Regions from separate parts of the Mus musculus genome. Here all the other regions are linked to region 2. Evidence: chromatin contacts called from public Hi-C, HiChIP or PLAC-seq and promoter capture Hi-C data. All regions are on one chromosome and are shown on one strand. The core of a region is the stretch at or near the end of the contact, and the rest is flanking DNA. Distances in the headings are between cores, read along the strand shown.

Evidence for each region. Promoter capture Hi-C pulls out the DNA fragments that hold promoters and counts their contacts. A called contact is a pair of places that touch in the nucleus more often than the background predicts. HiChIP or PLAC-seq counts read pairs in DNA pulled down with a chosen protein or histone mark.
Region 1: a promoter capture Hi-C map of maxillary cranial neural crest shows a contact between it and region 2, with 5 times the contacts expected there. The contact joins the enhancer-like site here to the promoter of Kif26b in region 2. A contact is called at or near these places in 16 of 39 promoter capture datasets (the 3T3-L1 cell line, 3T3-L1-derived adipocytes, the HPC-7 cell line and 11 more), 7 of 484 Hi-C or Micro-C datasets (embryonic fibroblasts, embryonic limb bud, gonadal supporting cells and 4 more), 12 of 115 datasets of contacts at active chromatin or transcription factors (PVALB interneurons, bone marrow-derived macrophages, cardiomyocytes and 6 more) and 1 of 9 other capture datasets (adipose tissue).
Region 3: an H3K4me3 HiChIP or PLAC-seq map of embryonic limb bud shows a contact between it and region 2, with 4 times the contacts expected there. The contact joins the enhancer-like site here to the promoter of Kif26b in region 2. A contact is called at or near these places in 7 of 39 promoter capture datasets (3T3-L1-derived adipocytes, the HPC-7 cell line, embryonic stem cells and 4 more), 11 of 484 Hi-C or Micro-C datasets (the G1E-ER4 cell line, the HL-1 cell line, cortical neurons and 3 more), 16 of 115 datasets of contacts at active chromatin or transcription factors (bone marrow-derived macrophages, cardiomyocytes, craniofacial prominence and 8 more) and 3 of 9 other capture datasets (adipose tissue, embryonic stem cells and pancreatic islet).
Region 4: an H3K4me3 HiChIP or PLAC-seq map of embryonic limb bud shows a contact between it and region 2, with 5 times the contacts expected there. The contact joins the enhancer-like site here to the promoter of Kif26b in region 2. A contact is called at or near these places in 17 of 39 promoter capture datasets (the 3T3-L1 cell line, 3T3-L1-derived adipocytes, the HPC-7 cell line and 10 more), 2 of 15 datasets of contacts at CTCF or cohesin (hippocampal excitatory neurons and stem cell-derived epiblast-like cells), 25 of 484 Hi-C or Micro-C datasets (the HL-1 cell line, the MC3T3-E1 cell line, Sertoli cells and 13 more), 18 of 115 datasets of contacts at active chromatin or transcription factors (SST interneurons, VIP interneurons, bone marrow-derived macrophages and 12 more) and 3 of 9 other capture datasets (adipose tissue, embryonic stem cells and pancreatic islet).
Region 5: a contact with region 2 is called in a Hi-C map of cerebellar granule neurons, with 4 times the contacts expected there. The contact joins the enhancer-like site here to the promoter of Kif26b in region 2. A contact is called at or near these places in 14 of 39 promoter capture datasets (the 3T3-L1 cell line, 3T3-L1-derived adipocytes, the HPC-7 cell line and 9 more), 1 of 15 datasets of contacts at CTCF or cohesin (the NIH/3T3 cell line), 32 of 484 Hi-C or Micro-C datasets (the G1E-ER4 cell line, cerebellar granule neurons, cerebellum and 11 more), 18 of 115 datasets of contacts at active chromatin or transcription factors (bone marrow-derived macrophages, cardiomyocytes, craniofacial prominence and 10 more) and 3 of 9 other capture datasets (adipose tissue, embryonic stem cells and liver).

Annotation. Positions count from the first base shown.
Region 1 is chr1:178,661,549-178,667,432 of GRCm38.p6, forward strand. All of the region lies in intron 2 of Kif26b (kinesin family member 26B), which reads left to right. Among named protein-coding and RNA genes, the nearest start is that of Gm24405, 28 kb to the left of the region's middle. Within about 2 kb of position 3,278, at least 11 of the 459 cell types and tissues checked have an H3K27ac peak or open chromatin away from gene starts, as enhancers often do. A contact at or near this core is called in bone marrow-derived macrophages, where this site is marked.
Region 2 is chr1:178,525,649-178,531,771 of GRCm38.p6, forward strand. It overlaps Kif26b (kinesin family member 26B), which reads left to right and starts at 3,477. Exons shown (of 15, transcript NM_001161665.1): 1 at 3,477-3,977; 2 at 4,741-5,142. The coding sequence starts at 3,915.
Region 3 is chr1:178,724,544-178,730,741 of GRCm38.p6, forward strand. All of the region lies in intron 4 of Kif26b (kinesin family member 26B), which reads left to right. Among named protein-coding and RNA genes, the nearest start is that of Gm46249, 48 kb to the right of the region's middle. Within about 2 kb of position 3,953, at least 4 of the 459 cell types and tissues checked have an H3K27ac peak or open chromatin away from gene starts, as enhancers often do. A contact at or near this core is called in embryonic limb bud, where this site is marked.
Region 4 is chr1:178,696,284-178,701,847 of GRCm38.p6, forward strand. All of the region lies in intron 3 of Kif26b (kinesin family member 26B), which reads left to right. Among named protein-coding and RNA genes, the nearest start is that of Gm24405, 62 kb to the left of the region's middle. Within about 2 kb of position 4,013, at least 3 of the 459 cell types and tissues checked have an H3K27ac peak or open chromatin away from gene starts, as enhancers often do. A contact at or near this core is called in embryonic limb bud, where this site is marked.
Region 5 is chr1:178,742,925-178,749,093 of GRCm38.p6, forward strand. The region is part of intron 4 of Kif26b (kinesin family member 26B); the gene reads left to right. It also overlaps the pseudogene Gm34176. Among named protein-coding and RNA genes, the nearest start is that of Gm46249, 30 kb to the right of the region's middle. Within about 2 kb of position 4,812, at least 7 of the 459 cell types and tissues checked have an H3K27ac peak or open chromatin away from gene starts, as enhancers often do. A contact at or near this core is called in cerebellar granule neurons, cerebellum and hippocampal neurons, where this site is marked.

The DNA of each region.
Region 1 (5,884 bases), core at 2,028-4,527, 140 kb after region 2:
AAAGATGGGGTGAGGTGTCCATGGTCCTCACTCTGTCTGCATCCTGTCTTCAGTTTGTGTGAAGATGGAACCCAGAGCCCCTTCCTGCTGGGGACCCCTCTCCTCCCTCCTATCACCTCTTAGCCTCTACTGACAGTTGTCTGGGGAATGTCAGGACTCGGCACAGCAAGCCTTTCATCCCTGCCTGTGCCTCTTGTCACAGGAAGCTGGAGGTTGGGTCAGTTGTCATCTGCTCTCTACATCCCAACTGCTTACTGTGACAGCGCGGAATGCACATTCCATTATCAGAGAAAGTCTCAGTGCCTTTGGCCTTTCTTCTGTGAGAGCCTTTCATCTTCACTTTGTAACTTCTCAGATCACATCTGTTTTCTCCCGTGCCCTTGACCACCGAGTTTGGTATCTGTTCTTCCTTGCTATTTCCCACTGTTTTTCCCTCAGCTGAAAGGAACAGAGAGAATGGCTTTTGATAAGAACTGGATTTATTTGGAAGCAAGCAGATCAGCACCCATCTTTCTACTGGAATACAAAAATGATGTCAAATTAACTTTCAAGTTAAAGAAAAATTAATAGAAGTGCTCTTTTAAAAAGTATATATATCGTTGTCATCATCATCATTGTCACATCATCATCATTGTGTGTGTGTGTGTGTATGTGATGTGTGTGTGTGTGTGTGTGTGTGTGTGTATGTGATGTGTGTGTGTGTGTATTCTAAGCCAACTGTGGAGGTATTGATCTTCGACCTTTTTCTCTGCCCTCACTCCATGTGACCCAACCCCCTTTCATAATTTTAGTACTTTTATCATTGACTTCCTCAACTATGCCTCCATTCCAAATTTCATCCCTGAATTTGACTTAATAGCTTATTGGTCCATTTGTGCTGCTATAATGTAAATCACAATCCTGGTGACTTATAAGCAACAAGTTCATGTTTTCAGAGGTCTGAGGACTGGGGAATTGAAGATCAAGGCAGATTTTATCCTGTTTTTATATGTCATCTCCTCCCTGTGTCCTCCCATGCTGGAAGGGTGTGGGAGCTCTCTGGGGCCTCTGTTATAGTCCTCGTGCCCTTGGGTCCTGGCCACTTTGCAAAGGTCCAAGAGCATAGTGATCATCTGAATGTCAACTGAATGGATTTGGGGGGCATTTGTTGGACGACAGCAGTCCCACTGAGCTCTTCTCCGCCATTTTCCTCTTTATTTGTTCCACTGTAGCCAGGCTGGCTTTTTGCTGCTCCTAAGCACAATGGCTGTCTCAGGCCAGAGCCTTGGAATGTACCTACTTCTTTGCCTGGCCCTCTTCTTCAAAGAGCTGGTTGTAGCTCACAGCAACTCCTTTCAGGTCTCCCTTCACAGAGAGGCCGCCTGTGCCCCTCACTCTGATTCCAAAAGCCCCCTTTCCTCTGCCTGCCTTATTGTTTCCCATGTTTCATGTGGGCTGGGCCACCTCCGATCATTTACTCCATGTTAGCATGGCTAGGCATTGCTTATTTGACCCATTACTGTTTCTAGGGGTTCAATACATTAATTTCCATAGTATCCCATGCTTTTATCACCACAGGAATGCATAGCTGTATGCTTCCAAAACTCCATGAGCTGAGTTAGGTTTAAATGTTTTTTTCTTTGATTGTAAATTTATTCCCATTTAGAGACTGAATAAAATAATGAATATGTAAGCGAATCATATTTCCTCCCTTATTAAGTTTTCAGACACATATAAATGTGCCTAAACCTGTAATAAAAGATTCCAGAAGATTTTATAACATGTTTTTTAGTTGATGGTGGTTATAAATAGGAATGGTTTAAATAACATTAACAAGTTATGGTCTGGCTAAAGGGCCATCATATTTCGAAGAGGAAAACATCAATAATCTTACTTTACTACTTTCCCAAACCTTTGAAATACATAGAACTCATTAATGTTGAAGCATTTAATAGAAGCAAAAGAAAACAACAAAAATCCACTGTGATAGTAACTGCCAAGAGTTTAAAGGTTTTTTTTAATAATGCCTCAACAATATTGGATTAATGAATTAGCTTCTCAGAAAAAAGGCTGGACTCAGTTAACATAAATTGGGTTCTACTATTTGCAGAAGCAGCAACTAAAATTCTGCTTGTAAATAATACTAGGGAAAGATCTGGAATGAATCAAGCCGCTGTCACAGCTGGGCTGTGTTTTCAGCTCTCAAACACAGGAGAATTAATATTGACTATAACTGTATTTGAAGCTCAAAGAACACAAAAAAATGAAGTCCTTTGAGAATAAGCTTTTGTACAAATTCAGCAGGGAACCACATGAGAAAGCACTTTCCAGAGACAGACTCCCAAAGGCTTTGTCTAGGAACAGTTTTAAAGTCTTGTGGGACACCTCTTGGCCCTGCCATTGTGAGTAGACAGTCCTGAGTACAGTTTGTATATAATTGCCACAGTCTTTTCCCTAAAGATAGGGGATTCAGGCAGTGCTTGTGAAGTCAGCTGGCCTGGTGCTGCTGGGTTGGTGGACACAATAAGTTCTGGTCAAGGGCAGCTCAGCAGGTCCAGAGCTATGTACTGTCTGTCTGTCTGGGAACAGTCCCAGGACTGCAGAGTCCTTGAATGTAAGCTCTTGCCAGGCTGAAGCTTTTCTTTGTGGAGGCAGTTCCTGGAGAGTCCCAACCATCTCCGGATAGACAAGGCCAAGAAGCACAGAGAAGTGGACCTTTAGGTGGCTGCATGGCTCTCAGGAGACACCGTAGCCCACTCTGAAGCACACCCTGTTTCAGACCGTAGAGACTGCCAGTAATCTCTAAGAATGGGGTGGTAATACTCTCAGGCCTACCACTTTCCTGTCCAACGTGCACTTTCCCAAACCATCAAGGCCCAAACAAGGCTTCACAGAGCTTTCTTCCAGATGCAAATGTCCTGGTGCACTGTGGATGTTCTATTGTTCTGCACCCTGAGGGCTGCTCAGGCTTGCTTCTCAGAACCACTCAGGGCTGGGCTCTGGGAAAAACTGCTGGTTAGGCAGGCCTCTTGTTTAATGGGAACATCTCTTCTAGTCTGCAGCCAGAGCATTCATGGTTCAGTTCTTCCTAGATGCAGAGACTCTGGGCAACCATCTCTAAGTCATCTATTCTCTTGGCTTGCCTCTGAAGTGGCTTCTAGCAGACAGTTGGATGGCAGGAGACTGTTGGTTTTTTTTTTTTTTTTTTTTTTCTGGAAAGTTCCATTCGTCTGCCCGGCCACCTCAGCAGTAAGAGGAAGTGGCAAGGAAGTGACTTGTCACAAGTGTTTTGTGACTGTGGGCACAGTATTCTAATGTGGGTGCTAATAAAGACCAGGCAGATCATGAGCTGTGGTAGTCTTTGTCTGTTTTGACCCATCTGTGTGGTACTTAGCTGAAAGCTTGCCTCTGGCCAGACATGGGGTCAGCAAATGGAGAGGGACATTGTACCAGGCTTGGCACTTGCATCTTGGCCCTTCATACTTGAATGCTTACTTGGGTGGTCTCTTTGCTGTTCTATGTCACCTCTTCTGATACGTAGGCCTTGAACCATTAGCTGCAAGCTGAGCCATGCACCATCAGGCCTGGCTTACATCCCAGCTGTGCTTTTTTGAATATTAAGCACAGGAAAATCTTAGCATCTGTAAGAATGGCATGCTGTGTTTGCAGGGCCCATCATACAGTACTTTTGTGTCTGTGATCTATTCCATCTTCATGTAAATGCCCAGGGAAGAGGAGTCTACTTGCCTGTTTGATAAGGAAATTCAGACCTGAAGAACTGAGTGAGGCAGATGCTGGGAAGGTAGTTCAGTAGGTAAAGTGCTTGCTGCAGGAGGCTCAGGGCTAGGCTTCAGAGCCTTAGAAACCCATGTAAATGCTGGGTGTGTCTAGTGGCCTGCATGTGATTCCAGCCTCAGAAGACAAAGACAGAATTCCCTGGACAAACTGGCCATGGTGACGTTGTTGAGCTCTAGATTTGAGTGAGAGACTGCCTCGATGGCTAGAAATTAAGAGCAATTGAGGGTGATTCCTGACAGCAACCTCAGGCTTCCACATTCATGCCCACACACATGTACACATGAATGCCCACACACATGTACACATGAATGCCCACACACATGTACATATGCATGCCCACACACATGTACACATGCATGCCCACACATTCATGTGTGCACGTATATGTGCGCACGTGAGCGTGTGTACACACACACACACACACATTTGAAAAATGATAAAGAAAGATTGAATGACTTACCACAGTGATCAAACTGGAAAATAGCAAAGCTTAAGCCTTAAACTAAAACCTAGGTGTTCAGAATGAAGTCCAGAGCTATTTACTGAGTCCCCACATGCAGAGGGCAGACTGCTTTCTCTCTGGAATCTTTAATTGTAGTGTGTTTTGTAATATCCATAAACTTTAGAACTGCGTTAGCTTTGTGACATGGACCAAAGGAATGCACAAGTCGACACTAAACAAGCGAGGAATGACCGACGCTGTTGAATGAAGAGGTGTGAGTGAACGTGCAAGATGAATGACTAGAGAACTCGACAAAGCTTTACTTGCCCTCATATTGGAAAGCTCTGCACTGTAAAATGCTACTGTACAGTTTAGGACTGTGACCACGTGCAGCATGTCACACCTAAGCTTTTCCTCTCTTCTGATAGATGGTGAATGTGAACAGACGGAGTCAGGGTCACACCAAGGGTGTTGATAAATCCACAAGCAAAAGTCAAAATCAAGACCTATTTAAGAAGGTCTTGTCTGGTATGATCTCCCCCCCCCCCCTTTACAGTTCCCTAGAACATACTCAGGGCAGAGTTTTGTGCTAGATTTTTGGTTTGGATTTTTCGCCAGACTACGTGAATCACGATAAACATTTTACGGCCCTCCCTTTTCAAGATCAAGCTGGAAGTGTGACAGAGGCAGGCTTGGAAGAAGACTGAGTTTTCTTCCTGTGTTTGAAAATCTTAATTTTCAGCCAGACCTTTTCCCAAAAGCTTATTGTGGAAGGAAGGAGGATCGCTGAGTCTCGGGAATTTGATTGGTGGAATGCAGGAATAAAGAAATGACAGGTATCAGACATTTGGAAATCTGGAATTGAGTGGGCTGTGCTTGCTTTGATGGGTGGCACCTATTACACAACCCAGTTTCTCAAGTCGTTCATTACATACAGCACACACGGAGGAGGGGCTAAGCTAGTCTCAGCGGGAGGTCTTTGTAGGGGATCAGTCTCAGGCTGCAGTCATCCATCCATCCATCCAGGAGGAGGAAGCTGTGGTTGCTAGCTTTTGCACACATTGTTCAGTTGTTCATTAATCCTAGCACTTGGACCAGAAGGTGGCTTTGCCATTTCCATGGATCTGAGACATTGGGGTCGTTGCCCATGTCCGTGTCAGCAATACACTTGGGACTTCATCTTCTCCCCACAGAGGGTAAGGAGTGACCTCTAGATTTATGTAGTCCTTCTTCCTCAAATAAGTGTGCATGAGTTTGGTGATGGAGGACCTCAGAAGTAGGTTTAGAGAAGTTGTTGGTTCTAGTACAGGCATCTTGTGCCAGGTTTTGATGGGATGTTCTAACTGCGGTTCCAGGGTATGCTAAGCCATTTCTAGTGTATCAAGGATGGAGATACTAACATGCAATGAGGGCTAGGGATGGGTGAATGGGTAAGGTGGTTTCTAGTAACCATGTAAAAGCTGGGTGCAATAGCATAGTCTATAATCACTGCCTGTGGGGAAGCAGAGGCAGACAGATCTCTGGAGCTCATTGGCCAGCCAGGCCAGCCAAATAAATGAGCATTGGGTTTAGTGAGACCCTTTCTCAAAACACAAAGCAGAAAGGTGCTGAGGAGGGTACCACTGGTCCCTACATGCACGCAACACTTGCTCATATAATCATAGT
Region 2 (6,123 bases), core at 2,227-4,726:
TGCTTTGGTCAGGGTATTTTGTCATAGCAACAGAATAGTAACTAATACACACTTCCAGGTTCTAGGAATTCAGCAAACTCTAAGTAGAATGAACACAGACCCACACCCAGAAGCATCTTTGTCAAACTCCCAAGAAAGAAAAATGTAAAGAGAAGATCTTCAAAGCACCCAGGGAAAAAAGGAACACATACCAGACCAAGGAACACCCATGACGACGACAGGTCACCTCTACCCAGGTCGAAGGCAGAGAAGTCGTTCTAAAAACACTAAAAGTACCACTGAGAATTCTACATCCAGTTAATCGAGTCCTTAAATGGAGAGGCAAGGTAGATAAGCAAATCTGAGAGTATTTGTTGCAGCAAGGAGAGGCTGGAGAGATGGGTCCTCTTGCAGAGGACCTGGGTTCAGTTCCCAGCACCCACATGACAGCTCACAATCTGCAGCTCCAGATCTGGTAACCATCTTCTGGCCTCTGCAGGCACCCGCTGTGCACATGGCACTCCCCCCCCCCCCCCGTCTCTCTCTCACACACACACACCCTGGCAAAAACACTTATAAAATAAACACAAATAAATCAGAAAGAAAGAAAGAAAGAAAGAAGGAAAGGAAGGAAGGAAGACAGGCAGCCAGGCAGGTAGGCTAAAGGGAGTTCTCCAGGCTGAAAGAAAAGAATTTAGCTGGAATTTTGGTTCTCCAGGAGGAGAAAAATCCAGACTTGCAACAAACAAACAAACAAACAAACAATCCAAAACCAACCAACCAACCAACCAAACAACCAACCAACCAAACAAACAAAAAACCTGGGTAAATACATGAACAGAACCATATTTTCATAGTTCTATGGGAAGACAGATTGTTTAACACATAATTTAAACAATCATATTGAGGATTTTTTTAATGTGTAGATTTAAACCATTAGCTCAAAGGACAGAGGTAAAATAGACTTGGGACTGCCAAAAGTGTACATTTTAATGAAGTCTGCCATGCTACTTCTGAACAGCCCAGGCTAAGTCAAAGATTCATATGAGAGTCATTAGAGCTAGGGGCTCAGTCAAAGGACCAGAGAATATGAAAACATTATTCAATTAAAAAGAAAGGCAAGTGGGGGGGGGCGTGTAAGACAGCAAAATAGGAAACAGACCCATGCAAACAGTAACAGGAAACCCCAAACCATGTTAAGCCAAACACAAAAGATATTCGGATTCTCTAGACCAAAAATAAATAAATAAATAAATAAAAATAAAAAATCAAGATCAGTCAAAAGTGAACTGTGGTGATGGAGGCCGGAACAGTAACTGCTAATTGTTAATGTGGGGTGGGACTGCTGGGAAGGGGGGGGGCGGGTCAGTGAGAAGAATTTACACCTTAATTTGGGGACTATATTAGATTGTATATATATATATATATTAGATTGTGTATGTATATATATTATATATATATTATATATATTAGATTGTATATATATATTAGATTGTATATATATATTGTATATATATACATATATAGATATATTCGTGTATGTATTTATTTATAGAAACTCATGGAATTTTACACTTAAATTTTATGCATTTCACTGTATGTAGATTTTACATCAACTCTCTTGAGGAGCCGCCATCTATAAAATTTCACCAACAGAGGGCGCTCCGAGCCCATCAAACGCCGGGGACCGAAGATATTTTGAGATGCACATCAGATCTCAGGGCTCATCATTCTTCAGGACGAATCGTGCAGCTCCGCAATGGCTCTCCCTTCGACACCCCACCTTTCCCACTTCGGGCTTCACGGGCTCGTCCATTTCACCTGGCCACATGCTGCTTTGAGGCTGATAAGCCGCGCGTAGCTAATGGCGACGATATTTTCCGCGGCACCTAGGCAGAATACAGATGCGGCTGCAGTTGGGCTGCCTGGAGGCTACCAGTCCCCCTAAGGTCTTCGGCAGATATGATCGCGTTGAAATTGGAAGTAGGAACGTAATGGAAACTTCCACAGTGTTCTCAACATCTTCATTTTGACCTTCTCGCCTCGCTTTAGAGGCTATGAAATATCCGGGGTGCACCAGCTGCAGAGGGCGCTGGGCGGGGATGGCGATGCCCGGGAGGCGCCGAAGGTTCACACAGGAAGACAGGAGGGGGGGGCGTTGCCCCGGGTTCTAGCACCCCAATTGTTGTATTCTGCCCCCTCCTTTCTCTTGCATATGTTGAAGGAAGACAGCGACTAGGGAAGCCCGAAATGTCCTCCTGCCCCCGCCTAGCCCCAGGCCAGGTCTTTCCGGGGTACCCAGATGCCATTACACCACACGTGATCTCCGCGCCCGGCTGGTCCCGCAGGAGGCGTCTCGTGGGGTGTTAATTAAAGGTCACAACAAAATAGACCTGCCGGCTCACCAGAAGAAATGTCCTCCCGGGAAATGAAAAATGACACCCCGGAGCAGCCACGTGTGGAGCCCGGCGTACGCCGGCTTCCTGCGCTCCTGGGCGCTGCGCCGGGCGGGGGACGGGAATCAGACAGCGGGCGACAGCTGGGTGCTCTGGAGATCCCACAGGTCCGGGTGCTGGCAGGCAACCGTGCAAAGGGGCAAGGGGACGATCCCAGTCCCCGAGGTCGATCAGCTCGCGCCACACCCCCTCTCCAGGCCCGCGCAGTCCTTCCGCGCGCGTTCGGCGCGACCAATCCCTCAGTTTCCCCAGCCTGGCAGCTACAGGCTGGGTCTCGGGCTCACCTGTGCAGGTCTCGGGAGGTTTTCCCTTCATTAACAGGGGCTTGGGCCCGTGGGCGGGCGCGGGAAGGGGGGCTCAAGGCTCCCGGTGCTCAAATCGGGGTCCAGGGGAGGAGGGTCCCCTGGCCCGCTGGGGCTAGGAGGGCGAATCAAGACAAGGTTTGCCAGGCAGGTCTGGGAGAACAAAGGGCGGGGGGGTTGGTCCCGGCCTGTTTGCGGACTTGTTTGTGACTCAATCCGTTTGCACGGCTTTTCAAAGGCAGACCTGCACGCCTTGCCAGGAAGAGACCAGCTCTCGGGGAGGGGGGCGGGGAGGCCTGGGTGCTGCGTTTCAGCGCAGCTCGGCCGACTCCGAGCTACAGGCTCGCGCGCTGGATAGCACCGGAGCCCGGGGCTGTGGGCCCCTCGCCAGCAACTTCCCCGCCCGGAGCCAGATTTACGACCCCACCCCCGCCCCGGCTGCGCCTGGCGATGCCAGGCCCAAGCGCCGCGCCGTAAATGGATCGCGGCAGGCGAGGCGGCGGCGGCGGCCCGGCGGGCTCCGAGGCGGCGGGGCTGAGGTTCCCTAGGCTCCGCGCTGCTCCCGGACGGACACACGCGTCCTGACCGCGGGCTGCTCTCCGGCCGCGTACAGCCGCCCTCTCCTTGCCCTGCGCGCAACTGTCAGGAGAAAACGGGACGGCGCATATTGGCTCGGCGACACGCCGTGGCTCCTCCCCGAGTCTGGATCCTTATATTTTGGGAGAATTTCTTTGAACTCAGTTAGCGAGCTCGGGGAAGGAGGCAAGTTCCCACCGCCGGCTCGGCTCGGCGAGGGCTCGCCCACCTTCCCTGCAGCCTCCCTGCGTCCTCGCCGCCGTCCTCCTCCGTTTCGGCCCCGCTAGAGGAGAACGCGCGCTGGCCGGGTGGAGGAAAATGCTAGCGATCTGGATGTGACCGCGAAGAGAGGACGCGTGGCTGGAGGAGGCAGAGAGATGAGAAGACCCATTATTTGAGAACCACCAGCCGTTCCAACCTTTCCTGCAAATTGGTGCTATTACTTCTGGGGTCCATTTGCTTTCATTCTTCCCAACCCCCCATTAAGAAATCTTGACTTGAGGACCAACCCCTACCACGAGGGGGGACGCGTCTGGGTTGGCAGACCTTTTGGATGTAGCCTTGTGGGAACATTTAGACCCTTTCCTCTGGAAGAGCCACCATGAATTCGGTAGCCGGAAATAAAGAGAGGCTTGCGGTCTCCACCAGGGGCAAGAAATACGGGGTAAGTTGTGGCGGTGTCCACGAGGAGATGCGTTTCCAGGGACTCATCTGAGTGGGTGTCCTCTGCTTCCCGGGAGCCGGCGGCGGATGCAGGGTCCCCAGCTCTCGGGTGCACCGGCGTCCCCACGGCCGGCGGGGTCGTGCGTGCATGGAGGCGGGTCTGCAGCTCGCCTGGCTACGGGAATGTCTTCAGCCCTTGGTTCCTCCCTTTCCTCACACCCTTAACTTTTGCAGTATTTCGGGACTTGCAGACAGAGTTAAGCCGAGGGGGAGCATTTCCCAGGAATTCCTCTGCTCTTCCCTCGGATCGCTGCCCTGGAGCGGGGAGCCCGTTTGCTTTACCTGCAGGACCTGGGGTGGGGGCTGTTCCCCGAATGAGTAAACATCCAGAAGTCACAGTCACCCACCCTGCGATAGGGTGTTCTAGGACTGTGTACCTAGGCCCTTGCTGGGGTGGGTACCGGGTTTGAAAGAGTAGGGCGCTGGATTTCTGGGTGTTCTCGCAGAAGCTGCAGGATATCCACACCCCGCAAGCTCTTGTGCTGACCCCAGGAGGAATGGAGGGGGACCTGCGTGCGGGTCACTCTGGCGAGGGTGGGTGGGACAGGACTTCCTTAAGGATTGGTCACTTGAAGGATGGAGATAGATGGAGGGCAGGTTTGCATCAGTGCGGGCAGGACGGCGACCCCCCCCCCCCACCAGCCCTCCGCCGCACGGGGGACTGATGGCTCTACAGGGCCTGACGCCGCGCGTCTCTCCGGCAGGTGAACGAAATGTGCTCGCCCACCAAGCCCTCAGCGCCCTGCTCTCCTGAGAGCTGGTACCGCAAGGCTTACGAGGAGTCGCGCGCCGGCAGCCGGCCCACCCCGGAGGGAGCAGGCTCTGCGCTGGGCTCATCGGGCACCCCGTCCCCGGGCTCGGGCACCTCGTCCCCGAGCTCCTTCACCGGCTCTCCGGGACCTGCATCTCCGGGCATTGGTACCAGCTCGCCCGGCTCTCTGGGCGGCTCACCCGGCTTCGGCACCGGCTCCCCTGGCTCGGGCAGCGGCGGCGGCTCCTCCCCCGGCTCCGACCGCGGCGTCTGGTGCGAGAACTGTAACGCCCGCTTGGTGGAGCTGAAGAGGCAGGCTCTCAAGCTGCTGCTGCCGGGACCCCTCCCGGGAAAGGTGAGCTACTGCGGGGTGCTCTGCGGGAAGATGCGCCCCACCTTAGGATGCTGCCTCGAGGCGCCCGGGTGTAAGGCCCCTAGCTGAGCACCCGGCTTCGCGGCGCCAGGGGATGCCCCCAGTGGGTTAGCCATACAGGTTCTCCCTACCCTGTCTGCAGCAGCATGCCAAAGGGGGCACTAACAGCCAGCTGCTGCGAGTTCCAGGTTCCAATGGCTTATTTGTGGCTCTACCTTCCCTGCATCACAGAAACATATTTTCCAAAGCCAGCATTTCTCTCTTAACACTCCATGTGTCTAAGTGAGGAAGATTAAGAGGTGGCCCGCTGTAAGAGCTGAGCTACATCCTGACCTGCTCCTGGGCTTATTTAATAAGCACATTGGTTCCTCCATAGCAACCCCGTCTGCGTGGTTTGACCGGCCTGGAGCCCCCAGAGCGGAACACAATGCAGTTGTATTTGCACAGTTGGGTCCAAGTACTATCACATGATAATATTTACTCATCCACTTCAAAGAGTTTTTATCAGTGGTTCGAGAAAAACATCAAGAAAACCGCATTACTGGGGGGGAGGTTGCTGACACTGCTCAATGACATTTTCTGGTTTATTTTTTTGTGACTTTTGAAATGAAATATTGTGATTCCGAATAGCAGGGCTTAGGAGTAGCCACATCTGCTTGCCTCTTCTGCTTATCCATGCACACACATGGATGTTTTGTATACCAGGCTTCAATTACACAGACAGCCATAGACTGCTGTAAAATTTAAAACGGGAAAAGTCGCTCCCGGGAGAATTGGTTTTATAAATCTAGAACTTAATCTCGAGAATAATTAACTCTGGGTTATTGTCAATTTGGCATTTTTGTCGTTCCTTCATTAATCTTCCAGGACACCGCAAGAGTAAATCTCAGGGCCAGGATCCTCTCTCAGCCTTACACTGTCTTGATTTAACACCTTTCCCCAAACACAGACCTAGTTTCTTTT
Region 3 (6,198 bases), core at 2,703-5,202, 200 kb after region 2:
AGAGGTGAATGGTTCCTTTTGCTGTAGGGCACTTTGGGGGAACTTGCATCTTCTTCTGGTGTGAAAGAGGCATGTTATGAGCCTGAATGTCTTATAAAGTTCAGTTACTTAACTGTTCCCATGAGAGGGTGTTGTAAAGGACCAGGGAAGGGATGCATCCTAGGACAATAAGCTCACAGAAGAGTTTCAGTGGCGGAGGTCTTCTGAGTCACCTGAGCATTGCAGCTGATCGCGCTCTCTGTCTTCCTCCTTCAGTAAACCTCCTTGCTTTCTGTTCCTTGTGCTGATTGATTATTTTAATTCTAAAGCTGTCTTATTGAAGTATGTAAAGCATTTGGGGATAGAATCATGGGGAAGGCATTAGAGAAACTAAAGATGTATTATTCTGCATGGCGCTGGATAGAGGCTGAGTGCACTGATAAATGGCATTGTGGAGGGAAACAGATCCATCCTGGGCACTGTGTGTTTGTGCCTTCCCAAGGATGTGGGGAAGCACAAATGACGGGACATCAGGTATGATGCTGTGCTTTGAAATAAATCACATGGAGTCACAGAGAGACCTGTTTGGTATCTCTGCTTTCTCTTCTGTGATGGCATTCACAATTTCTCTCCTAAAACTTCTCCCTGAGCTCATGGGGGCAGGAGAAGGGAGGGCAGACTCACTTCCACCACTCAGATGGTGCTCTGTGATAGCCAGAGGATCAATGTGAAAAGAATGCACCATGAGTGCTTGGAAACATAGGTCTGTCTTGCTTCTCAGAAGAATAGAATATGTAAAAACAACAACAACAACAACAGCAAAACCCTCAAGAAAACTCAAAAAACAAAACAAACAACAACAACAACAAAATCTCAAACCTAATTTATGTGGGCCTAAGCCCTCGACTGTGGGAAAGACTAGCGCTATTGATAGAGGTAACCCAGATGGTTAGGCAGGTAGATGCTTTCTGTTGTAGGTTTCTACATTGTAGGTTGCTACTTCTGATAAGTGCACATCATTTTTTTAAGCAACAGGATTGGGTGGAATGCCCCATTGGACCTCTTTCCATGGTACCTGATCTCTTTGTTCATGAAGCACACTGGAATTTGGAAGAGAGGATTTCATGAGCCTAGACATAATAGCCCGTGTCATTTTCTTGGCATACTCCAGACCCAGAGCCCACCCAGGCTATGGTCTGTCCCTTCCAAAGCCCAGCAGAGGAAAGAAAGGGCCTTGGCAGGGACAAGGGAAGGACTTGTCCCCAGACCTGTGTTGAAAGGAGATTATCAGCATGAGGCGAGCCCCTGTGGATAAAAGAAAATGATGCAGTATAAGCCATCGCTCAGAAGCCAGCTCTGGCCTTTTAGATACTTCAGAAAAATAAATGTGGTTCATTTTTCTCAAATAAATTTTCATACATTATTATAGCTGTCTCTCTGGTGCTCAACCTGAAGTGGCAAGGTAGTATTTATGGGAAAAAGCAAACTGTTTTGAAACCTGATTATTCAGAATTTTACAGTTATTGTCTAGGTTTAAGAGAAAACTTCAGTTGCTATATCAATACCATGAACACCTGGGTGTTTACAGTTCTCATTTTTACCACTGAAGAGCTCCAAGAATCAGGCTGGATGCTGGGAGAGGACTTGATGACAGAGACTCAGGGATTTCCTTGTGTCTAAGAGTCTCAGCTGGCTGTGTCCAGCCTGGCTGTGGGGCCCTCCTTCTCCTCTCTGCTGCTGTTACCCTGCCCCAAGCATTTTCCTCAAAGGCCTTTCAGGAGCTCATGAGAAGACCCATACCACATGCATACACACACACACACACACACACACACACACACACACACACACACACACACTTTTTCCTACTTAACTTTCTTATATAAAACTTCATATTTCTCATGAGCTAATTAACGTCTGTGGCAATATCTGAGAGTTTCCACTGACTACTGAGCCCTAGTATTTGCCCACAGTGTGGTCTAGTTTGTCAAGTCGGGGTGGGATGGGGTCTAGGGGGTGTGTAATGACTTGGGAGCAGCTCCTAGACAAGACTGGCAGGGACCAGTTGACATAAAGCCACTTCTTTGTTCCATATCTGGAATAACACTGGTAAAAGGTCCTTCCACCACTTAGATTTTCTAAGTAGACTGACGGACAAGTGATACCAGTTGTCAATCCCAGGGATGTTTCCAAGGGAACCCTGTGTAAGATCCTGAGAGTATCTATCATCCATCCACTCATCTATCCACCCATCTATCCAACCATCCATCCATCTGTCCACCCATCCATCCATTCATCCATCTATTCATCATCCATATATCTACCTATCCATCCATCTGTCCATTCATCCAGTCATCCTTTACCCATCTATCCAGCATCTATTATTGGTAGGACACACGGTACTATCCTAGATACTTAAGAAACCAAAACAGAACTAGGACAGCCAATTCCATTAAGGAGATCTCAGCCCAATAAGAACAGCTAGAAACAACATACACAATTAGGACAGAGTATACAGAAACATTTGCTATTGCCTTACCTAAGCCTTTGGTGTGCTTAGAAGTTAAAAGTGTCTTCCCATAACTCACTTTTGTCGAAAATGATCTTCTTCCTTTATTCGCTTACTAGCCTGATGCCCAAATCCCTTTCCTGAATAGCTCATTCCATCTTTACATGCTCCATTTCTAGGGAGAGGCCTGAGCTCCTGGCAGCCTCAAACAGAGTATCTGGGGAGTGCACCTCGGGGTGGCGATGGTGTATGCCATGGAGGTTGCCAGCTTCCTCCCCTGTCCACTGGTGAAGTCCATCCTTCACCTCAGAAGCAGTGTCTCCTGAGCACTGTGGAGCACATCTACATAACCACTGCACCCGAGGCTTCAGGCCTCCTTCCAGACCCTGCTTCTTTAAACCTAGTTCTTTTGCTCAACTGTGTCCTTTTGGTGGTTTCTAGTTCCTTTGTGTCCTTTTGGTGGTTTCTAGTTCCTTTGTTTTCTGTGTCCACTGAAGACTAACCCTCCTGGCCAGAGATTGTTCTTCCTCCCTGCAGGGTGACCAGGGCTGATCCCTTCAAATAGTACCAATCCCTCGATTGGCAGCAGTGCCACTAAGGGGGGGGGCCATGTTACCTGGGGACACAGACATCTGTTAACAGTCTCAGAGAAGTGCCTGTCCACAGCAGCCTTTCCTCTGTAGAGGCATGGTGGACTTCTGTAGTGGTAGAAGCTACAGGGCTGGAGTTAGGTGTGGCTTAGTAATAGAGGACTTGATTAGCTAGTGCAAAGCCCTGGGTTCTATCCCCAGCTCAGCAAAATACTACTACTTATTAGTAAAGTTGAGCTCTGGCTCTGTGCTAAACCTTGACCTATCGTGTCCAAAGCCTTGATATCCAGCTCTGTAAATTGTATGTTCTTGTCATTATTATTATTTTTTTTTGTGCTGGTAGACATCCTGGAGTCAGTCCCAAGCTGCCAAGTTTCAGAAGGAAGCACACAGCGTTTGCTGTGCTCTATCACTCCCCTATTGAAGCCTGAGGAGGCCACTCCTGACTTTATTTCTTAGAAGTCACTCTGGCTGTTGAGGTGACACCTGCTGGTCCTCAGGTAGAATTTATCTCAGACCCTCTGGGCTTAACCAGTCTTCTAGACCTCATTCCTCACATCCTCTCCTTGACAGTGGTAGCCCAACCCTCAAGCCGTTTGAGTAAGTTGTGTATCTCCTATTGCACACTCCTTGAGATGATGAGCGTTTGGTTTTGGCTTTTATAGTAGAGACAGAGAGCATAAGACTAGATGCCATGCCTCTTTCTGCCTCTCTGTGGTACCGACTGCCAACCGCAGTCCCAGATACCTGTTGTGGATTTACTACTTTGCATGTTCTCTGTTTCCGTTCAACATAGGCCATGAAGAGGCCTGATTTATGGAGCTATGTGGTTGAGGGTGGGAGCAGGGAAGCAAAGGGCTGTTCCAGCTGCAGTAAATTTAAGCATCACTGGTATTTCTTTACACATCTGGAGGGGTTCCTGGCGAGTGAGTGTATTGCCACAGGAGCTCATAAATTAAAAATAACAAGACTATTTCCTTTACACCTGGAGCTTCAAAATTACCACCCGTTATATTCTGTGATGGCCCTTTCACAAAAGAGGCATTGAGGGCGACAGCCTAAACATGGTCTCTGGCCATAGCTCTAAATACAAGTAACTATTCACTCCAGGTCTTTTGACCTTTGCTTTAAAAAAAAATTACTGGAAGATAAGGAAAGTCATTACATGAAGCATAGACTGGGAATTTAATCTGCTTTTTTTGTCCATCTCTCTCCCTCCTTCCTCTTTTATGATGTTTCATCCTTCTCCATTTTTGCTCAGGAGTTTTACACAAAATTTAAAACAGGTCTAAGAGCAGCAGAGACAAAGCCATCCATCCAGGGACTTCCTTCTTCATTCTCTGTTATAAGCCATAAGTTCCACTCTGTTTGCAGATGATACGAGCCCGGTGGGCTGGTGGTGGCACTTTGATTGGCACCTGTGTACCAGAGCTGATCTTAGAGAACTCCTGTTTCCTCCCCTTCCTAGGGGATTCTCTGTCTCCTGGGTCAGCTGTGCTCTGCTCTGCCCTAGAGCACAAAACTGAGATGGTCCGCAGGACACAGAAACAACTTTATTTTTACTTTTTCATCTTGTCCTTTTAGAACTATGTTGACATTTTTGGGAAAATGCACAAAGGGTGGGAGGCTATGCTTTTAGGCAAGGCTTTTAAGTATGTTATAGCAGAAGCAATCAGACTGGATTTTACCACCATGCCACCAACAGCATTGACTGGAGAGACACAGTGGTGTACGCTAAGATATGCATGGATGTTGATAGAGAATAAGTCATAAAAATCAAAACCTGGAAGCCTTGCAAATGTTCTCTGACAGATAAGTAAATAAGCAAAACATGAGATGTTTTATACAGCAGGATACCCTTCAAATGTTCAGACTGTTGCTACTTGTGATAATTTACGTGGATCTCAGAATAATCATGTGACTGAAAATAAACCAGGCTCCCTGCTAAAACCAGAACACTCCTCATCATGTGATTTCATCTGTTATAGAATTATAAACAACATAAACTAATTTAGTGACACAAAGTGCTTTTGGGTATGGTAGTCACTTCTCTAACCTCAGTGCTGAGGAGCCGAGAGACCCCGGCCAGGCCATCTAGCCAAAACAGTGAGCTCCAAGTTCAATGAGAGATCCTGCTCAAGAAACAAAGTGAAGAGCCAGAGAGGGGGTAATGCTGGCATCAACCTCTGGCCTTTACATGTGTAGACATGCACACACACACACACACACACACACACACACACACACACACACACTGAAAAGTATTTGAGAAGGTGAGAAAATTGTCTTAGAGTGAACAAAGTTTGGGACAAACGGTCATTTCCTTAGGAAGGAAAGCATAAATACCAAGAATCCCACGGAAGGCACGGAATTGGCTCAACCACACAGCCCCAAACAATTAAGGGGGAAAGCTCCAAACTTGGAGTTATATTTTTCCAGGAAATAAAAAAATCATCACTCGGGAGACAGATTTCTGAGTTCAAGGCTGGCCTGGTCTACAGAGTGAGTTCCAGGACAGCCAGGGCTATACAGAGAAACCCTGTCTCAAAAAAACCAAATAAATAAATAAATAAATAAATAAATAAATAAATAAAATCAGGGCTGAATAGTCTGGGAGAAATGAGTAGAAGAGATTACATAAGAGAGGAGAAACAGCTAAGGCAAAATGTGTGTGTGTGTGTGTGTGTGTGTGTGTGTGTGCACATTCACATGCGCATGCGTACACATTTTTGTCTAGACAGAGGCCATGCATGCTCTTGTGGGATAGCCCTGTGTTTGTGGATACATGTAAAGTCAGTGGATGACCTCAGCTATTTTTTCACATGAGCCTTCTGCCTTTTGTTTGAGACAAGGATGCTCATCAGCTGGAACTCTGCCAAGCTGTCTAGCTGGCTGGCCAGCACACTATTACAAGCGTGTACTACCTGTCTACCTTTATACCTGGGTTCTGGGGGATCCTTAGGCAAGTAATTGACTGACTGAGCATTTCCCCATCTCTAATCATTCTTTTGAGGTGATTGCCCCTGAGATATTTCCCAACTGAGGAGATGAACTAAAGACGGAGTCACTAGAATTTCATTTGATAGTTATGATCTGCAAGCTTTGTTGGACATTATCATG
Region 4 (5,564 bases), core at 2,763-5,262, 170 kb after region 2:
ATCTGTGTGCTAGGAGCTGAAGCTGGGTCCTTTACAAGAGCAGCAGGTCCTTTTCATGGTTGAGCCGTTTCTCCCAACCCCAAGCACACGGTTTCTCGATACAGACCCAGAACGTTCATTTCGGTAAACCTTTAAGAGATTGGCACTTGTTGAACTTTAGTGTAGCATCAAAGAAGACTGTTAGTGATGCCATTAAAGGCTGGTAAGATGTTTCCTCGTTTTCTAAGCAGTTGGCTGGATTTTCTTCAAGTATCTCAAGTGAAATAGCACATCTGGAGCTAGGCCACACAACCTAAGAACCATAAGCAGTCATCAAAGAAATGCATGCAGTTGTGGGACTAGGGAGACAGTATGGTGCTTGCCATGAGAGCCCCAGGGCCTGGTTTTGATCCTTAGAAGGCTGGACGGGATGTTGTGTATTTGTAACCTTGGGGCAAGAAGCTGGGCTTGCTGGCCAGCTAGTCTAGTCTACTTGGTATGGTCCTTGCCTGTGAGAGACCCTGTTTCAAAAATAAGGTGGATGTTTCCTGTGGACCCCGCCCCCACCATAATTATTTTCATTGCTACTTCATAACTGAAAGTTTGCTACTGTTATGAATCATAATGTAAATCTCTGTGTTTTCTGATGATCTTAGGTGGTGCCTGAGAAAGAGTTGTTTGACTCCCCCTCCCAGGGGGTCGATGCAGCCCATAGGTTGAGAACCACTGCTATAGACCATATATTAGGATAAGACTGCACTTAACCATTCGGTGTTGCTTTTGTTTGGAAGATCTTTCCGCAGTGATGTTATCATAGCTATTGGTCATTTGAACAGTATACTATGAAGTGTTAGCTAGGTACACTTTCGATCACAGGGCACATCAACTTCACAGCCAGTCTTTTATTCCCTTGAAAGCTAAAACTCTGTTCTCTGGAGTCCAAGACCACTCATAAAGCCAGGCATGGTGACACATGCCTTTAATCCCAGCACTTGGATCTTTGTACGTTCGAGGCCAGCCTGGTCTACAGAGTGAGTTTCTGGACAGTCAGGGCATACACAGAGAAACCTGTCTTGAAACAAAACAAAACACTACTCCTATTCTACAATGCTTGCTAATGAACTGTGCTAATGAACCATACCTCAGGGGTTGTTTTTTTGGAGCTAGGTTGTTCAGTACCTAGGTTGTCTTAGTACTAGTGCCTCCATTTCCTGAGTGCTGGGGTTTACAGGTGTGCACCATCAAACTCAGATACATTTGTGCAAGGTGCTTTCTTTTGTGTGTGAGGAGCTCTGGGTGTGCAGTTTTCTGTGCTTATGGTTATTTGATGCATGGGATCCTTCATGTTTGCCTATTGCAAAACTGACCACTGTCAGGGCTTCCTTACTCCAAAAGGAGAAAAAAAAACCATTTTGACAATCTTTGTTTTGTATCGAGACAACACATCTTGTGAATCCAGCAGCAGATGTATTTATTTGAGGCTCCTCTCTCGGCATTGTTTTGCTTCTGATGCGTCAAGGGCAGTAACTTGTATGATAATCGGGCATTTCTATGCAGGCAGTGCTTTAGCCAGCTCAATCAAAAGGGACATTCAGCAGGTCTGGTCCCTGCCGTTCTGACAACCGGCTTTAACATGCACCAACATGCATTATTAATTACAAAAGCACATCAATAAAAACACTCGCAAGATACAATGCACATTAGAATTATCGAGGTGATTTTTAGATGGATGGTGATGCTCAGGCCCAAGAAGCCGATTAAACCACCAAAGGTTTTACTAATAAAAGCCAGAGCCGTGGCGCCAACTGTCCCTAACTTTCCCACTGGATTTCCTTGCTTTCAAAGCTCCCTTCATGAATGGCTTCCTCAGTGTCTAAGGATCAGAGATGTGCTGGGAGACTGACACAAGCTGACATTTTTTTTTAAAGGTTGCAGAAATCCATGGCATAAGTTCTTTGAAGAGAGAGTAAAATGTAAGAATAGGTTCTCATTTTACAAGAGCACTATTTTCTGTGAAAGGGACTTCAGTGTGGGCTGTGTTTGCAAGGCCACAGGGGTCTGGAAGGCTGGTGGAGGGCCAGGGTGGTGACGCTTTCTAATCTACTTCTGGTCTTTTAGGGTTCACCTCATCTTTGCTTATTGATCCCTGGCTAGAGAAGGAAGTGCACAAAACAAAACTTTTTTTTTTTTTAGAAAGTCTTGGAATTTTAGTGATTTCTGGTCTCGAAGTGTCGTAATCTCACAGGTTTTTTAATTATTATTATTAGATATTTTCTTTATATACATTTCAAATTTCAAATGCTATCGTTTTAACCTAAGTGAGTTCTGCTCCCAGTGTATAAAGTCATCAGATGGGGCCTATGCTGAGGAAGAACTCGGTGGTAGAGCACTCGTCTGGCACTTGCTTATTGGCATTTTTATTAGCTGTAAACAGTGATGTCTTTAAAAGCATTCTTCCTTTAGGTTTCATCATTGTATCTTTATTTGCATGAGGGTTTTGCCTGTGTGTTTGTCCCTGTATCTATCACGTGTGTGCCTGGTGCCTGTGGAGGTCAGAAGGGGGTGTCAGATCATTTGGAACTGAAGTTATGGGTGGCTTGGTGCACCATGGGAGAGCTGAGAAACAAGCCCAGGTCCTCTGTAAGAATGAGCTCTCCGCGACCAAGCCATTGCTTCTGTTCCATGAATCTTAGATATGTGATGTTCAGTATGGTGGCCAATAGCCATATGTAGTTACTGACATCTGAAGTGGGGCTGGCTAGTCAAAAGGGCTCTGTGCCATAAGTGATGACCACTTTTCAGGTTTCAGAGACTTACTCCCTGGAAAAGTTTTATTGGTTTTGCTTTTAAATATGATTATAATATTGAATGTACATTGGATATCATGGGTGAGAGATAAGGTCACTGAAGTGAATTTCATCTCTTCCTTTGTGCTTTTAAATCTGGTTACTGCTGTCCAACAGAGCAGCAAATGCATTTGTGGTACCTCTGTCTTTCTGTTGGAGAGCTCCACTCTAGGACAAAGGAACATTTAATGCAGAAGAAGTTTGTACCGCACAGTTTTGACTGAAGGATGGACAGGACAGCTAGCGACCGATTTTGATGGTTGTTGGATTCTGGTTCCATTAAGGCCCCCTTAATCAAACTTCTTGTCAATTTACCCCTAATCTTTGATTGGAAGGATCACTGAATATGTTTTATTTGCCTAAAACAGCACATTTGTGACAGATGTGTAGCCTGGTCTTCCTGTTGGTCCTCTAACAAGTGGAGTGAGGGCTGCCTCTGACTCTGTTGCCTGCCATTAGGTCCTCCTTTCTTTAATCGACTGCCTGGTAGGGCCTCAGTGGGAAAGAATGTGCTTAGTCCTGCTGGGACTTAATATCCCAGGGTGGTATGGTACCCAAGGGGGCATACCCTCCTCTGAGAAGGGGAGGGGATTTTTAAGGGTGGGACTGGGGCTGCGATCAGAGGTAAAGTGAAAACATAAATTAATTAATGAAAAAAATAATAAAAATCAGGACAACTCCATCTTCATTTCAAAACTGACTTACTTTTAATAGCATTTGTGCAAAAACATTCTATTTACGTGGATGGGAGGCCTGATTCACAGAGTTCTTAGGAGGCTAACGAATTGTGAAAATTATCCAGAAACTTGTGAAAGAACCTGTCTGGTCCCATGGAGAGGCATGCAGGGGGACTTAAGGGCCCTTAGAAGTCTCAGACCAGCTATCTGCCTCTGTGTTCACACCTTCCTTCCAATAAATGAAGCCATTGGGGAAGATAAAATATTTATTCCTAAGTGTCTATAACTGAATTTATGACTATAACTTGCTGGATATTATTGCCTGTGTAAACCCATGTAACTGTGCACGTAAAACATGTTTTTATTAGTTCCTACATAAAAATTTTATGATAATGGTGAACAAAGGAGCAATTTAGTTTAGCAGAGTTTGTTCTTATTACTCTGGCTTCCAATAGACTAGCTACAGTGCAAACAGCAGCAGTCTGCAGGGGAGAGGGGCGGAGCTCGCTGGGCTCATGCTCCTGGCAGTGGGCTGGGAAGGTGGGGAGGCCTCAGAGGGGTGAGGATGGGGAGGGTAGCCATTAAATCTCTGCAGGTTGTTGTTGGGCAGCCCCACTCCTCATTCGTAGCTGTGCAGCATTCAGATTTGGCCTCTGAAAAGGCTTCATAACTGCCACTGAAAGAACTCCCACATACTGTATTTCAACCAGAGAATTACAGAGAGAAAAGGGTTCAAGTGGCTTATTGTGGGTCATCTCCCACTCTGGGATTTAAACAAAGCGCACACAGAACAAAGTTCCTTTAGCTCTGGTGCCTTCATCTGAGTCTCCCCTGTCTGCAGGACTTGGCAGGCTTTCTGGACGGAGAGCCCACGCCTCTCATTCCCACTACCGTCCTTTCATGCTTGACCCCTCGAATGTGGCAAAGGATCCCTGTGGTGACCTGGATTGGAGGGAGGTTCCTCTAGAATTTGAAAATAAAGCATCCTCCATAAACACAGCCAGTTCCTTCCTAATGACGAGTTGAAAATCGCTCGTGCATAATCTAGGTGAACACAGTTCCTGCACTGACATTTAGGGACAGGATTTGACATGTGAAAATGGACTTGGTAATAGCAAGATGTATTTTAAATTGCATGAACTTCGGAATGAAAGACAAAGGATTATTGTAGGCATATAATGCTGCAGGCTACCCTAGAAATGGACGGAGAAACTGGGCCAGCGTGGTGCGTGCTGAGTTCATTGTGGGATAAGCTCTCTCTGAAGCATTAAGTTGAAGGACAGCCCAGTCCCTAGAGACTGTGATGGGCTAGACTCTAGACATCGGAAGTTCTTAAACGTTGGAACTCTCATGGTCAAGATCTAGAGATGCAGCTTAGTCAGTAGGGTGCTTGCCTAGAATGTAGAGACCCTTGTATTCAGTACCCAGCATCACAAAGCATGGTGGTGACACACACCTGCAATCCAAGCACATGGATGCTAGAGGCAGGATTATCAGAGATTAAGGGCTATTTGGGGATGTGTGTGTGTGTGTGTGTGTGTGTGTGAGAGAGAGAGAGAGAGAGAGAGAGAGAGAGAGAGAGAGACAGCCAGTAAGTACACACCTTGCTCACAAGCATGAGGACCTGAGTTTGTCCCCCTAGAACTTACATTAGAAACAAAACCAGTCTATCAGGTTGTACACTTGAAATCCCAGTTCTGGATAGGCCGAGGCAGGCAGAACCCTAGGGCTTGCCTGCCTGCCTGCCAGTCTAACTTACTTGGTAAGCTCCAGGCCCGTGAGAGACCCTATCTCAAACAAACCTACAAAAGCAAAGTGGGTGGCTCCTGAGGAGTGACATCCAAGGCTGTCCTCTGTTTCTATATGCATGTCCACAACTCTCATGTATACAAGCTTGCATGTGTACACAAGCAAACGCATACACACAAGACAACACTGTCAACTCACAGTTGAGGAGCACCTGGTTCATCTCCCTATTTTGGTAGGTGCAAGTAGCATCGTTGTAGACAGATGGCTACATGTCCTGTTCTCAGAAGTATATAGAGAGGGCAGCGATTCTCAA
Region 5 (6,169 bases), core at 3,562-6,061, 220 kb after region 2:
AGTTGTACATGTAAGACACAGACCTGGCCCTTCCATCCCAGCCCCAGCCATAGGAAAAGGCTCTGGCTAGTGTTTCTCTCCCCCAGCTCTATCGTTTTTCTTTTTCTTTCACTCTAACTTTTTTTGAAGCAGCTACTATACAAATATATATATATATATGTATATATATATATAGATAGATAGATATGCGCCATTTAAAATATAGGTGTTATAATTTTGCTATGAAATGTGACTTTCAGGGTTGCACTATCTTTTATCTTGTTTAACGTTTGGGGGCTGGATTTTACTTTGCTATAAGGATCATAGACCAGAGGTGAAAACCCGAGGTCCTGTCCACTCTCTAGTTTGTATTTGATGAGTATGAAGCTCATCAACTTTAGCAACAGTCAAAATTACTGTGGTCACAAAGTTAAAAACAAATTACTCCACTTCTTAGTTCTGACTCAGTCACAGCCTCCTTGAATGGTAACATTTTCAAACTGGGCAAATATCCTCAACATGTTCAAGTAGGGATAGGCTACAAACCCAGCCAAGAGCTTACATGTTCAGGTCCAGGTAAGCTTTGGGAAAAAGATGGTACCTCCTAGGATTTAAAGTGACCCTTGGCTGAATACATCTCATACAGATTTGGAAGATGTAAGTTGGAGGAAGGCCAGTTGGCTGAGGAGGAGGATTCAACTTATTTTCCATAATTTGAGATGTTTTTAGTAAGATTCTGAGTTCCTTTTAACTGCCATAAGTTCTATGAGTGAAGGCCGTATTTTATTGCTCTATAAAATATAGAGTCTCTTTACAGTTTGTTCTTGGGATTCTTGCTATAACTCTATACCCTAGTTTCCTAAGTTCAGCACTCACTGAGGATGCCTGAAACCTTGGACGGAGTACATTATTTCCTATACACACATCATAATTTAATTTATAAATTAAGCATGGCAAGTGCCTACTAATAATTGATAATTACATGTAGATATATAGTTATTACAGTATACTATAATAAAAGTTGCACAGATGTGGTCTTTTTCTCCAAGTATCTTGCTCAACAGCACTCACCCTTCTCGGGGTGATGTGATAATAACCCAATGCCCATACGATGATAAGAGGAAGTCAATGCTGCAGGCCTTCTGGGTATCATCTGGAGAAAGGGCAGAAGGACAGTTCATAGCCCAGGAAGGATGATGGGAAATGACATGATATTTTATCATGCTGCTCAGAACATGATGCAATTTAAAACTTTCACGTGGAGTACTTCTGAAATTTTTGGTTTACTATTTAAGAGCTGCGGTCGATCATAGGTATTGAAACTGGATTAAAGGGACTATTATGTTAATCAGCCTGGGTGCATTCAAGCAGTTGGGCTGTACTTGAGGCTACAGTCTTAGTTTTCCTCTCAACAGTTCTCGCATCTGTGTTTGAGCATCTAGGGAAGTGAAGCTGAAGAAGTGGAAATCAAACCCGGCTGGGGTTTGGCCTCACCTGCCCCTCCCCAGTGCATTCCTGCTTCTCACTGCACGTTGACTTCCGTGAACAGGGAAGAGAAGGGCACAAGCTGGCCCAGAAAGTCTCCTTCCTTTGTTTCCCTCTGAGGTGCTCAAAAGCATCAATAACAGTGTGGGAAAGCCCTGGCTGAACAGAACTTCGCAGGTCCCCCTTGATACCTTCCACTGGGAGCCTCCACACAATGCCTTAGAAAGCGCTCTGTCAGCCAACTGCTGCTTCAGGCAAGCGTGGAGGTAGCCTCTGAGGAGTCCTCGGTGGGAAAGACCTGCCCTGCCCCAGAAACTGCCCTAGTTCTCAGCCAGCAGGCTCCTCTGCAGGAGAGAAGCACCCCTCAGGTTTTGATTTCCTTTTCCCTCTCCCTTCTGTCCTTAGGACCAGGGAAACTCTCAGCGGGGCTTGGCTTTCTAACAAGCATCAATGCCTAGGTAGCTCACGTTCCCTTGGTAGAGACAAAGTCTCTGCGTTAGGAGTTGCTTAGCTGTGCCTTCCATTTGAGGTTAAGAAAAAAAGAGATGCTGGATATTTAGATCTGTCTACTTGTTTCTGTTATCTTGAGCTGAGGCTGGCCTCCGACTCATTATGTAACCCAGGCTGGCCTTAGATTTTTGTTTTTTGTTTTTTAATACTTATGCTTCCACTTCCCAAGAGCTGGCGTTACACGTGCAGTTCTTGTCAATCAGCCTGCTGCCATGGAGCCTTTTGTCACCCGGCTGCCCTAGGCTGGCTCCAGATCATATTTACACTAATATCCTACCTCTCAATAGTGCCTGTTGGTTGATTTTAATTGAGTAGAATTAGTCCTGAGCCATTGGTTGATTTTAATTGAATAGAATTAGTCCTGAGCCATCGAGATAAGAAGACCATAGGACATCAGCATTTACAGTTGCAGCACGAGCAAATGCTTGAAGTGTGGTACCCAGAGGAGACTTTTCTCTATACGGGAGAGAAGCCTGGCTGGATACAGAGGGCGGTGGAGAGGACAGATATTGTTTACAAAACAGTGTTCAGCATATGAGTTAAATAGACCCCAGGAGTGAAGCAGAGAGTGTATATTGTCCAGAATACTGTAGTTAGGCAGACCTATCCCAACAGGACCCAACAGCCTGCAAGCCTTGGTATGTTTCTCTGGGCTTCCTTTAGCTTACAATGGCCCACTTGGGGTGACAGCCACCCAGTGCTGGTGTGATCTTCACTTCCCATCTCTGTAAGGGACTTGAGCACCTGTGGAGTGGGAGTATCCAGGGAGTTCTGGGAACCCGTGGTGGGTGTGTGGGCGGGTGACAGCATACATCGTTTACAGCATCCAGTTTACCCGAGCAGAATATTCTCAGCTGATGTTTTTTGTTTTTTTCTTGAATGTTTGCCCATGTCATTTTATATGAACGGAAAAACAAACCCAAACGAGCCTCTGGTTATCCCATTACATCATAACATCTTATTTAATGACTACCCTGTTGTATATTTAAGTGACTCGCTATGATAAAGCTCTTTCTCTGAGTATCCTTGCATGAGAAGTCCCATGCATGTCCCTGTTTGCTGTCTTCACCTGTAAGTCTAGCAGGAAAATCTTTGGGGCTGCTGCTATTGTTAAGCTGTTTGGGGCAGAGGGCCACACTCTGCCCGGGTGCTGAGTACTCAGTCCCCTGGATTTGTACCAAGACTGAGTGTTACCTTTGCCCTTTGATAGCTTAAAATTGTATAACGTTTGAAAATTCCCCCACGTTTCCTTTGGTTAGTGGTTTCTGCTAAAGTTTTTTGTTTCTTTTCTTTCATACTCTTCTTGGAGTATTTGGGGGGTTTTCCTAGTTTCTAAAGAACTCCATTATGTTATTTTTAAAGTATGAACTGAGTTACCCAAAATATTTTAATTTTTAATGAAACTGCAGTGGCCAAGCTCCTTTTATAATATAACCCCATTATCGTTTCCCAACCCTGGCATGGGGCTGTGCACACTCAGGGGACTACATAAATGCTTTTAAATGAGAGAACGATCCATTATCTAAATATGCCATTGATGTACAGGGTTGGTTCGTAAAGTAACACGAGAATTTTTTTCTTGACCATTAGGAATTATAATAAGGAAAACTTTTATAATGAATTGCTCTAGGGAGGGAAGCTGCAAGGTAAACAGCGTGTCATATCTGTGGCCTCAGACTGCAGCTCATCACAGAGGACAGATGTTCTCAACCAAAGCAAAAGTAGGCACTGACTGTGCCCGACACTCCTGCAACCTCACAACCCAGATGGCTGAGGCAGGGAGATCATGATTCTGAGGTTGGGGCCGCAGACTGAGATTCCACATCAAAACAGACAAGGAAACAACAACAAAACCAATAGTACAGCTCAGATGCTTTTTCAAGTCAAGCAGTAGTTTATACATACAAACTGTGACTAGAAGAAGAAAGCTTAGAAGTCATAAGGTCCCCACTCATCAATCATTTCCTAAGGAAATAAGACAGCAGTATGGTTGAGGCCTCTGCAGACCTTGTTCATCTCTCTCCTCTTCCCCTCCAGAAGTGCTCGGTTTAAACACCCGGCATACATGTTTCTCTAAGCAACGTGAAACATTGTGTCACAGTTTTAGAGTTTTGACAAATGTTACCATCCATGTTTCTGTTGCAACATTACTTCCTCAGCGTTATGCTTCTGGGATTGAAGCATCTTAATAAAGTGGGGCTGATCTATTCTGTGGAAATACCACAACTTATTTATCCTCCCTCTTCACCATCATCCCAATATTTTGTGTTTGTGCACACTGTTGGGAATGTGTGTCCATCACCTCCCCTTGTGCGCATGTGCAAGCTTTCAAAGGTAGTGATGAGGTTGCTCCAACATAGAGATGTCTGCCTTCTCCTTTTCTAGAAGCTGCCAAATTGCTTTTTGTGGTTTAAGGTAATACAGAAATACTTGCATTTTCCCCGAGGAAGTCTTGCAAAAATTAGGCCAGTTATTATTTTTGAGTGCTGGAGGGCCAGAACTGCTCCAAGGATGAACACGCATTCCAGTCTGCATCTTTTCTGCTTTGGGAAACAGATAAAAATACTGAGGATCTTGCCCAGGCTTAATAGCAAGGGGCAGAAACCTAGTCAACTGTCCTCAAACCCATCTCTTAGCAGCAGTCCAAGCTCCAGGTGGTAGCAAGAGACCAGCTATACTATATTTAAAATGACATGAAGATAGCAGCCAAAGACTCTAAGGGGGCAGGGGGGTGGGGTGGGGAAAGGCAGGATGAGCCTTGGGCAGGTACTGCTGTTCCAGGGTGTGGAAGAACAAGCAGATGGTGACTGAATTTATTCAGCATCCACTAATGAGTCTGACCAAAAGTCCGTTCCAGGCTCCATATGCTCCGAATTCAGTTCCATCCTTTCCTGCCTGCTTCACTGTAGAGGTTCGTTGCTCATATCTTCATGCACTTTAAAGTTCCTTTTAACCTAGGACAGGCGACTTGCCACAGAAAGGTCAAATAAATTTTTTAGAAGCAATAACGGATGCAACTTGTACATGTGAATTTTAATTGCAACACTCTAATCCCCATTCCAAGTGCCAAACTTTCAGGATTAATTTGTTGCATGTGTTGGTAACAGGGCACTCAGTCTTCGGAGCGGATTCATTGCCCGAGGGCCCTCATTTGCTAATGAGTAATTGTTGCAATTTTCAGAGAAAATGCTACTGGTACAATCATGTTTGAGCATTCATCAAATATGACGTGAGCCCAGTTAGGAGAAACGTTAGCGTCCTTAGCCTGCAAATAAAAGCCAAGCATTCATTTCCAGCATGGTAATTTCCCTAGGCTGGTCACCTCCATTATCATTCGGAACAACCGGTGAACTGTAGGTAGTACCTGCGGGTAGGAGCAGGTTTTAGCACTGTTAAGTCTGTAGTCTTGTTCCATTGTATCTTGTCACTCAGGCCCATTTTGGAAGTAGGCAGGGGTGGAAGAGGAAGCCACTTCGGTAGGAATGCATCTCTGTGTGCACACATCACAGACAGCAATGACATGCTAATTACAGCTTTAGACGGAGCATTTCCTCTTTCTGCATTTTGTTTGCAAACACCCAATTATTTCCATCCTGCGGTCTGGAGAAGAGGAAAAAAAAAAGGAAAGCAAATCCAAGGGAGTTGATCAGTAGTTTCTGCAAGGCTCGCTGCCTACCTATCTCCTCTGTTGTGGCTTTTCTTCCCGACAGGTTGGAATTTGAACTCTGCTTGCTTCCCAATTTAGTTATTCTTTTAGATCCATTTATTATTACTATTGTTATGATGATGATGATGATGATAATGAGTGTGTGTGTGTGTGTGTGTGTGTGTGTGTGTGTGTGTGTGTTTACCTGCATGTATATAAGCATACCCTGTGCATGCAGTGCCCACAGAGGCCAGATGAGGGCACCAAATCTTCTGGAACTTTCTTTACAGTTATGAACTGCCCTGTGGGTGCTGGGACCCAATCCTGTGCTCTCTGCAAGAGCATCTAGTGCTTTTAACTCCTGAGTCGTGTCTCTGCCCCCTAGTTATCTTTTTACTCCTACTTGTCTGTGGACCAGTGGTTGAGATTCTACATCTATATCAAGGAGTTCAGCCTTGTCTATTGTAGGACATAGAAATAGCACCTTGTGCCTGTCCAGACTGCACGGAACTGATGTCCCATGCACTTGTGGCATGTTCCTGCACAAGG